2 separate regions of the Sus scrofa genome follow, and region 1 is linked to region 2. The links are chromatin contacts, called in public Hi-C maps. All regions are on one chromosome and are shown on one strand. Each heading gives the region's core, a stretch centred on a gene start, on an enhancer-like site or on the middle of the called end of the contact. The rest is flanking DNA. Distances are from core to core; before and after follow the strand shown. Region 1 holds the start of LOC110256036. Region 2 holds the start of PPM1D (protein phosphatase 1D).

Region 1 (5,038 bases), core at 2,115-4,614, 420 kb after region 2:
CCTGGCCTCGCTCAGTGGGTTGGGGATCCAGTGTTGCGGTGAGCTGTAGTGTAGATCACAGATGCGGCTCAGATCCCACGTTGCTGTGGCTGTGGCGTAGGCTGGCAGCTGTAGCTCTGATTCAACCCCTAGCCTGGGAACCTCCTGATGCTGCGGATGTGGCCCTAGAAAGACAAAACAAAACAAAACTGTTAAGAGAGGACTCCCTAGAAGCATTTTCAGGTCAGCAGCTCTCTGTTCAAGCAAGGACTCACTGGCTGGCAAGGGGCGAGCTCCTTTCCCTGGCTAAGCCTCAGTTTCCTTCCACAAGTGCTGCTAAGAGGGTAGTTTGAGCATCAGATTCTCTGGGTCCAAATCCTACTCTCCTTGCTAGCCCTGGGTCCCCGTGTCTTTCATCTCTTTGTCTGAGAGTGCAGAATATAGAAATGCCCACATCAGGAGTTCCCGTCATGGCGCAGTGGAAACGAACCCAACTAGGAACCATGAGGTTGCGAGTTCAATCCCTGGCTTTGCTCAGTGGGTTAAGGATCTGATGTTGCCATGGGCTGTGGTGTAGGTTGCAGACGCGGCTCGGATCTGGCGTGGCTGTGGCTGTGGTGTAGGATGGCAGCTACAGCTCTGATTCAACCCCTAGCCTGGGAACCTCCATATGCCTCGGGTGCAACCTTAAAAGGACAAGAAACCAAAAAACAAACAAACAAACCTGCCCATCTCAGAAGGACCAAGAGAGAGCATGTCAAATAGTTTCACCTGAGTAAACGCAAGCTGGTCTTATTAGCCTGTTATTTGTGCAGCGCGGGGCGTGGCAGTGCCTGCCCCAGAGAGTTCTTCTTAGCAGGCATTGGTTGTGAGTCTTCTTCGTGCTCTGCGCTGTCCGGACAGTTGAGTCCCCAGGCGTGGCTTCCTGGGGGGCCGATGGCGTTCAGTGGGCAGCATGTTTACTAAGGAGTTGCCTCCAGGTCCAGCACCTGTGGAAGGGGGGCTGCTGGAAGCAGGATTGAGAAGGATGAGAAGTGGAGCAGCCACATGAGTGCGGTGGTAACTTCCATGGGCGCCACCGTGAGCTCTGAAGCTGCAGCGGCCGTTTGGGGTTACCCTAAATGGGGCCCATACTTTAGTCCCCCTTCCCTGCCCCGTTGATCCGGCTTTGGCTGGGGGGCTGCAGAAAGGAGTGTGACTTTGGAGTTCCCATTGTGGTTCAGCAGTAACAAACCTTGAGGATGCAGGTTCGATCCCTGGCCTCCCTCAGTGGGTTAAGGATCCGGCATTGCTGTGAGCTGTGGTGTGGGTCACAGACGCGGCTTGGTTCCCAAGTTGCTTTCGCGGTGGCATAAGCTGGCAGCTGCAGCTCCAATTTGACCCCTAGCCTGGGCACTTCCAGATGCCACACATGCGACCCTAAAAAATAAGAAAAGAGAAAAGGAGTGTGACCTTGAGCAAAGGGGCTTCCTCTCCCTGGAGAGGCCAGCAGCTAAAGGTGTCTGTACTCTGGCAGCACCCAGAGCTGGGACCCGCTGCTGCCGATCCTTGCAGGGGACTCTGAGCTTGTGTCCACCGCAAGCAAGAAACCAAATGTGAAAATCCCCACAGTCCGGGAGCCGCTGTTCCAGTGGAAGTTGACAGTTCTAAAGGTCGCCAGCCGAATTAAACGCGACGAGGTGTAAAGTACTTAAACCAGGGCCTTGCGTAACAGATGAGGCCTGGGAATAGTGTTCTCGAAGGTAAACAGATCTGGGAGGTTACAAGGGGAAAGGTGTCTAATGTGAACCCAGGGGATGTGGCCAGCTACCGGCCTCCAGATCCTTCTCTGCCTGCACCCCAGGCTGTGAGCTGGACGGGCGTTCCCGCCCTGACGGTCCCGCTCCTCTTGAGTCTCTCAGTTTGTAAATAAAACCCTGGCATCGCGCCCCTTCAGACCGCACCCCCGAGACGGCAGCCAGGCGCTGCCTGAGGGCTCCCTTCCGCACGAGGTGGCTGGGATGATGGGTGGGAGCCCGGCTGCAGGAAGGGAGCCCTGGCACATCCAGCCTCAGGGAGGGGGGCTCGGGCCCAGACCAGGAGAGGAAGATAAAGCGATTTCCTTGGCACCAGCCTCTCCCAAGTCCCTGGAAAACAGTGGGGGGAAATCCATGGGCAGAAGGGCCTGTTCCAACGCCCTTCGGAAGCCAGCCCTCCCCACCGGGAGCCTGATAAACCAGAATCATCTATTCTGGAGGGAAACCCATTGACCAGCCCGCTAGCAGTTCCTGGAAGGTGTGGGCAGCTGGAGGGAGAGGGGGGATGGCCAGAGGGGGAAGGGGTGGTGGTCTCAGCCTCTGGGCCCTTCTTTGGTCCCCCCTTCTCCCTTGGCCTGTCTCCCTGGGGTAGGTGGGGTGCGGGTTAGGGTCATTAGACCTGGTAAACCAAATACACGACACCCAGTGCAATGTCAGTTTCAGATAAACAACACATGATCTTTCACTGTAAGCGCGCAGCTTGGAAGGGATGCACTTCTGTGTGTGTGTGTGTGAAAATGTAGTCGCCGTTTAGCCGCAACGCAAACGTACCTGGCAACCCTAGCTGGGTGCAGGCCAGGTCCTGGGGGAAGCCTGCAGCACATCCAGGACAGGAGAGGCCCACTGGCAATCAGCAGGTACGGAGCCTGTGCTGGAGAGCGGGGGACGTGGGCCCGTGAGACATCCCAGCCACTTGGGAAGAAGGAGGGGAAGGGCCAAGGAAGATGACATGGGAACCCCGTCCCCAGCCCAGTCCATCCCACAGCAGGAAAGCAGACACCCAGCCAGACCCCCCCCACACCAACAAGGCAGGGATGGGAGACAAACGGCAGCCTGGGCTTCCACTGGCCCCCTTGGTTCCTCCTGATGGCCTGGGTGATTCTAGGCCACGCTGGGCAAAGGTCAGACTGGGAAATCTGGCTGGGTGTTCTGTTCTGGGCATGGGTGGAGTGCTGGGGGGGGATGTCCCTGCGTGTCTGGCAGGGAGACGGCCCGTGGTGTGCGTGAGGGGGTGTGTCTCCCCCAGGGAGGAGCATCTCTGTAACCCCACCACGCAGGCCACTGACCCCAGAGGCAAACCAGCAAATGGCGCCTCTGGCTCCCACCCTCCGCCCACTAGTCCCTACCTCCATCCCCGAAAGCAGCCGGTGAAACGGGACCCCTGTCCCCAGCCCAGTCCATCCCACAGCAGGAAAGCGAACACCCAGACCCCTATACCCATCTGTAGGCCCCACGCATCCTTCAGTCCTCCCTCTCCTAGGGAAACTGCACAACTCAGATTGTGACTTGAGCCCATGAGCTGGGACCTTCACCCAGACTCAGACGTGAACCCATTGTTTTCAACTTTTTTTTTTTTTTTTTTTTTTTGGCTTTTGAGCGCTGCACCCATGGCATATGGAGGTTCCCAGGCTAAGGGTCGAATCAGAGCTGTAGCTGCCAGCCTGTGCCACAGCCACAGCAATGCCAGATCCAAGCTGCCTCTGCGACCTACACCACAGCTCACGGCAAGGCTGGATGCTTAATCCACTGAGATCCCGTGTTGTTGTGGCTGTGGTGTAGGCGGGCAGCTACAGCTCCAATCTGACCCCTAGCCTGGGAACTTCCATATGCTGCGGGTTTAGCCCTTTAAAAAGAAAAAAAAAGGAAAAGAAAAGAAAAATGACCAAAGTCCCCTCACTTATCTAGTCAGTAGGGAACAGGGACTCAAATCCATGTCTGTGCGGCTCTGGGGCCCCAGCTCACTGCCTGTGTTTTAGGTCTGGTCCTGCTGTACCTGAAGAGTCTGCTCTCCCATCAGGAGTCTTAGGGGATGAAGTTCCCGTCGTGGTGCAGTGGTTAACGAATCTGACTAGGAACCATGAGGTTGCAGGTTCGATCCCTGGCCTTGCTCAGTGGGTTAAGGATCCAGCGTTGCTGTGGCTCTGGCTAGATCCCTGGCCTGGGAACCTCCATGTGCCACGGGAGTGGCCCTAGAAAAGGCAAAAAGACAAAAAAAAAAAAAAAAAGAGTCTTAGGGGAAAGACACCGATGGGGATTTGCTCCCTGAATCCTCAGTCCCTGGCACAGAGGAAATAATACTGCAGCCAACACTTGGAATTTGAGTCCTCAGGCGGGAGCAGGGCTCTGAGGAAGGAATTGGCTTGTGACTTGTCTGTCCTGTCGCTCCCTCCAAAGGAAGCCCCTCCCTGGGTGCAGACCGGCCGGGACATGTCCTTGGTCCCTGGAGGAGATAATGCCTTTGTCCCTGTTCAGATAAATAAACAGAGCCACTAGACCTCGTGTGGTGCAAAGGTGCAGGAGCAGCGCCCCACCCACCGACGCAGGCCTGGCCTTCCTCTCAAGGTCACCAGGAGGAGCCTGAGGACAGTGAGGCCCAGTTTGCCAGAAGGGCCGAGCTTAGCCCATTTTGCAGGGGGGTAAAATGAGCCCCCCCCCCCCCCCCCAGCAGAGAAGCCACATCGCCATTCCTGCCAAATTACCTGCTTCCCTGCCTCTTCCCACCAGCCCCAACCCACATAGGGGCACAGAGCCTCAGGGTCACACGCCCCTGGGGTGCCATTCAAAATGCAGTCTCTGTACAGACACCCCCCGGAGCTGGGTGACACAGAAGCCTTTATACTTCCATGTGCACGTGTGCACGTCCACCACCACCACCCTCGACTCTGGGGCCCTCACAGGCCCTTCTGCTCTCCCCCCACCAACGCCCCCACTTCCCTTCCCCCCCACCCCTGTACTGTCAGATCAGAGCCACAGGAAGCAGGGCCAGCAAGTGTGCAAACTGAGAGCCAAGATGGGGAAGTTTATTTTCTAAGAATCATCTAAACACATGGGGAATATTTTTAGCCCCTGGCAACCTCCCAGATGCCAAATCTAAACAGGGGGCCAGTGGACCGTCCGTCCGTCAGGGATACAGAGCAGCACGTGGAGACAGGGTGGGACAGGGGGCTGCGGACCCCACCCTGCCCCTGGGTCAGAGGTCGGCTCCCTCTGATGACTGTCAAAGGAGAAAGCTGGCCGTGGAGCTGAGGAGGTGCAGAGAAGTG
Region 2 (5,085 bases), core at 1,064-3,563:
CTTGGCACAAGAATTATGTTAAAAAAAAATACACATTCAAAAATAAATAAATAAATAAATAAAACACAGACATTCATTAATAAAGCATGGTTTCTGCTTTATTAAAAAATGCTCAAGTAAAAGGGTTTATACTTGGATCCTTTTGGTGAAAACATGTGGCAAATTCATGCTGTTTCAACTGTACTGCAAAATAAACAGAATTCCAAGTAGTACTTTGTGTCTAATCTTCCTCTATCTTGTCTTGCTGTCCCTCCTACTTGCCCTGCAAGCAATGAAATGACATATTTCTGGAATATACTGCAGTGCTTTCAGCTCTGCTCTGCCTACACAAAAACAAAACAAATCCATAATAGGGACCTCTGGGATTGGATGGAAAACAGCCTCCCACAGGCGGACTGGTTATGCTATGAGTCAATCAAATAATTCTTGGCAGAAAGCCAGGCAAATAGAAAACAGACTCTGAAAGAGCCTAGTCTACAACTCCATCAGAATACCTTTTTAAAAATGTTTTGTATTTGACCAATCTTTACACTCTATGTCTCTCTTCTGGAAATAAAGCAACACTATGCCACCATATAAACAAGAGGATTTTTTTTAATGACACACAGTATCATTTTTTCCTCTAAAAAATAATTTATGCCATTCATTCACAGCAATGGGTAAGCAACTATAACTCAACTTATGTTAGGTACAGAAACAATGGCTGCTTTAGAAAACATTTAAGGCTTAGATGAAACTGCAACTAAACCAAACTTTTAGAAATTAAGGTCTCTAATTCCTTTTAGCATATCAGCAATTCCTTATCTCTTGCTACTTTGACGAGCAGCTACAATTTAGCTACAAAGAACTTTTAACTAGGAACTGCTGAGAACTATCTGACAGCAATTAGCTAATAGCAACTTCAGCAAAAAAAAAAAAAAAGTGCACTTTAAAAAAGCCCTAGCTGAATTTAACACGTATTCTTAACGTAGGATCAATTTAGGCGGTAAGAATGCATTCGGCGCTGGTTTTCATGAGCAGTACAAGCATAAAGATCCTAGAAACACTTGATGACCACCACACACACGAAATTCCTTCCAAGCCTTTAGGTCGCCGGATAACTTGTTAGCCTAACAGTTTACTCTAACTACCAGCCACCAGGGGTCAATTTTGGAGGACTGACACCGCCCGTAGGAGACAACCGAGTCTTTCAAAAGCAAAATTGTGACAAATTCGAAGGAAACGCTCTAATTTTTGCCATCTCCCGCTTCCTTTGCGTGTTTCAGGCAGCACCGTGTCTTCAATGAATCTTTTGGCCAAATCTGGCGCCAGGTTTCAAACATGTTTTCGCTGGCCGCCACCAAAGTGAAATCGCGAAGGGAGAGGACCGCTCCCCCACTGATCCTTGGCGGGGATGGGGGGTGTAAATAAAACGTGGAGCGTTTGCACAGAGACAGTAATCCTGTCCTGCCCAAAGCTACTTTGTTTGCCCGGACCTCCACCTAGAAGAGTCTTCACTCCCACCGATGGACACTGAGAGCGCTCTCGTTGTGGGGACCTGCAGTGCTGCAGCTACGGCCCCCAACCTGGCGCTACAGTCTCCTGAAAAAGAGGCGGGCGCCAAATAAGCCGGGGAACTTACCCAATTTCTTCCACATGGCGAGGTGACAAGCAAGGAAGCCCTTGCGGATGGCAGCGCACACCTTCGCCGGCTCGGACGAGGTGAAGCCCTTCTGTTTTTTGATGAAACCCCACAAGTGCTCCCGGGCAAACTGTGCCGCCTCCCGCCCGCCGTGCCCGTCGCACACGGCGAAAAAGGCCACCGAGGAACGGCGGCGGCAGCAGCGGCCGGGAGCTGGCGAGGCCCCGGCGTCCGGCGGAGCGTCGCGAGCTTCTCGGGCTGCCACCGCTGGGCCTTTCCCCGAGACTTCGCCTCCAGGAAGGGCCGGCGGTGTCCGCTGCGGGGGCGACGGCTGAGAAAGCGACCGCCGCGGCGAGGGCTTTTCTTCAGTTGTCGGCTCGGGCTCCACCACGATCTGAGTAACGTCCTCCATGTACTTCCTCCCGCCCTGGTCGGAGAAGACGCTCACTCCCAGTGAGTACAGCCCCGCCATGGCCGGCTGGCCGAGATCCCGCCGGTCCCACGCAGCCCGCCGAGCGGCGGGAGACACTCGGCGCTAGCCGGCCAACTATTGTTTATCTTCGACGACGCCGAGAAGGGGGAGGGGGCGGTCCCGGAGGTGGGGGGGCGCGATGTCGGGACTTGTCCGCGAGAGCTGGGCCGGAGCGCCCGGGCAAGCGGAGCCTAGCAGCTGCGCCTGCGCAATGCGCCTCCCCCGCCTGCCCGCGCCCACCACACAAATCGGACGTTCTCCCCGGCTGACGTCACTCGGCTCTCTGGGGCCGACCAATCCGGAGTCGAGTTGGGGGCGAACACGCCCTCCGCCCCTCCCTTCTCCCTACAACGGCCGCACTCCCTCCTCCCTGCGCGGGCGCGAAGCCAGCGCGCTACCCGGCTGGCTTTCGCTTTGCAGTGGGCGGTTTCGTCCTCCGGCTTTTCGGCGGGTGCTAAACGCTTATCTAGCGCCTTCTCTGTCACCTTTTTGCTCCGTCCCCGCGGTCGAATTGCAGCCTGCTGCCCAGGGCGTTGCGTTGCTTGCCTGGTGGGAAAAGCCGTGTAGGCTCGGGCCTCGCACGAGTGTGAAGAATCTAGAGAGAAAAACCTTCCATTTCTTGAAGTGGCGGGAAACCTCAGTTTGGAAGGTGGTTTGTGAATAGGCTGGGAAAAGCGTGGCACTGTCGAACTGGACTTGGGTGGGATGGATCCGACTGGGAGTTGTGAAAGGAAATCCACTTTGTGTTAAGAAAACACGGGAAATTTCCACCATTGGCTGCACGGTCTCGTTTCACATAAACTAGGTATGTCGGACACTTAAACGGCTTATGTTTTAAGTTCTTTTCAGCTTTTGCTAAAAGTAGTACTTTCCCCGATGAGCCCTGGATGCAGCATTTTAGTCCTTCGGCGGAATCACTTGAACAGACCACTTGAAAATAGGTTACAAAAACTGCCCAGCGCTCGAGTGCTCCAAGACCTTGGTTATCGTCTCTCCTCTTCTCCCATGGGTTGCAATCTAAGCCCTAAAACCTTTGCCCGGATTTCGACGGCATTAAAATAAGCCTCAGAGTTGGCAGGTCAGTTTGTTATCAACAGCAAATGTTCCTGTGAGTCAAATTAAAGTTCACTTTTTCAGTTTTCGGCCACTTCACCATCACCTCTCCTGTGTGCCCCTTCCTGTACAGCCTTAGAAATTTCCAAATGAAATGCTCCTGGTACTGAACTGGGAATAGGGAAAAAAACTGCTCTCTCTCTTTTTTTTTTTTTTTGTCTTTTTGCTATTTCTTGGGCCGCTCCCACGGCATATGGAGGTTCCCAGGCTAGGGGTCTAATCGGAGCCGTAGCCACCAGCCTACGCCAGAGCCACAGCAACGCAGGATCTGAGCCGCGTCTACAACCTACACCACAGCTCACGCAAGGCCAGATCGTTAACCCAATGAGCAAGGGCAGGGACCGAACCTGCAACCTCATGGTTCCTAGTCAGATTCGTTAACCACTGCGCCAGGAGGGGAACTCCATGCTCATTTTTTTGACATCTGGCACAAGAAATACAACTAGAAAAAAAATCCTCCCAATAAAAGAAGTAAAATCACCCCGAAATGGAGAAAATCTGAATAGATCCATTAAATTAAAAATGTAATCAAAGATAAGCCCTATGTTAAAATGCACCAGACCAGATGGTTCCAGAGTGTAAAAACACTTGGAAAAAATCCCAGCTTGTTTTGAAAGGTGATCATAATCCTGTTATCAAAACCTAGTAATTATAACACTAGAAGGAAATCTATAGACAACATTTTATACTAAATGCAAAAAAAGGTGAAATATTAGCAATTCTAATCCAATAATCTCCATAACACAAGACCTGCCAAAAAGAACAGTTTATGTAGCTCTATATTATTCCTCTTAAATAGTTTACCCAACTTCCCTTCCCCTTGTAGAGATTACAAAGGGATCATTACTTCATTCTCTATAATCCTTTTCCCTCAGTCACAATCAGTAGCCTCAGGGTCATCCATCATTACCCTGATTAGCATCTCCATGCTACTCTCTTGATTCAGTACCCTGCTCTTCACCAGTCATCCTAACCATTTCTCTCCACCCTTTAGGTTTCAACATCTGTTATCAGCCATTTCCTCTTTGTTTTTCACTCTTCTCTAAATGTTCCCATCAGCTTCCTGTTCCAACCGAAAACTGGTTGATTGCCTAGCAAAACTACCTCCCTTACAACTTTTCAAGTAGATTATTTTTCCTCTCAACAGATATTCTTATCTTCGAACCGTCTCATATTGCCTACAAATCATTTCCCTTCCTTCCTCCTTCAAAAATCTAAGCTCTCTCTCCCTTTTTTTTTTCTTTTTGCCATTTCTTGGACCGCTCCCTCGGCATATGGAGGTTCCCAGGCTAGGAGTCGAATTGGAGCTGTAGCCACCGGCCTACACCACAGCCACAGCAAACGCCGGATCCTTCACCTACTGAGCAAGGTCAGGGATCGAACCCTAAACAGTACCTAGTCAGATTCGTTAACCATTGTGCCACAATGGGAACTTCAACCTAAGCTCTTTTAAAATTAGTGACAACTGCCACAACACCAAGATACTGTAACACCCCTTCATTTGTTCCTGGCTCACTGTCTAATTTGCTTCCACTATGCTTTTTGTTTTGTTTTGTTTTGTTTGTCTTTTTAGGGCCGCACCTATGGCACATGGAGGTTCCCAAGCTAGGGGTGGAATGGGAGCTGTGGCCGCCGGCCTACCCAACAGCCACGGCAACTGGGGATCCCAGCTGTGTCTTCTACCTACACTACAGCTCACAGCAATGCTGGATCTTTAACCCACTGAGGGAGGCCAGGGATCGAACCTTCTCCTCATGGATACTAGTCAGATTCGTTTCCGGAGTCAGGACAGGAGCTCTTGTCTTCCACTATTCTTGTCGCTTCTTAGCCACTTTATTTTTCAAAATGTTATCCACATTTTCTGTCCAATACCCTGGCT

Evidence for each region. Hi-C and Micro-C count contacts between places; a contact is called where the count stands out from the background.
Region 1: a contact with region 2 is called in a Hi-C map of liver, with 2.3 times the contacts expected there. The contact joins the promoter of LOC110256036 here to the promoter of PPM1D in region 2. A contact is called at or near these places in 1 of 5 promoter capture datasets (liver) and 1 of 47 Hi-C or Micro-C datasets (liver).

What each region holds. Positions count from the first base shown.
Region 1 is chr12:37,955,349-37,960,386 of Sscrofa11.1, forward strand. It overlaps LOC110256036, which reads right to left and starts at 3,365. Exons shown (of 2, transcript XM_021067307.1): 1 at 2,547-3,365; 2 at 633-985. The coding sequence starts at 3,127. The coding sequence ends at 832. All of the region lies in intron 1 of LOC110256037 (a long non-coding RNA gene), which reads left to right.
Region 2 is chr12:37,533,846-37,538,930 of Sscrofa11.1, forward strand. It overlaps PPM1D (protein phosphatase 1D), which reads right to left and starts at 2,314. Exons shown (of 6, transcript XM_005669013.3): 1 at 1,622-2,314. The coding sequence starts at 2,093.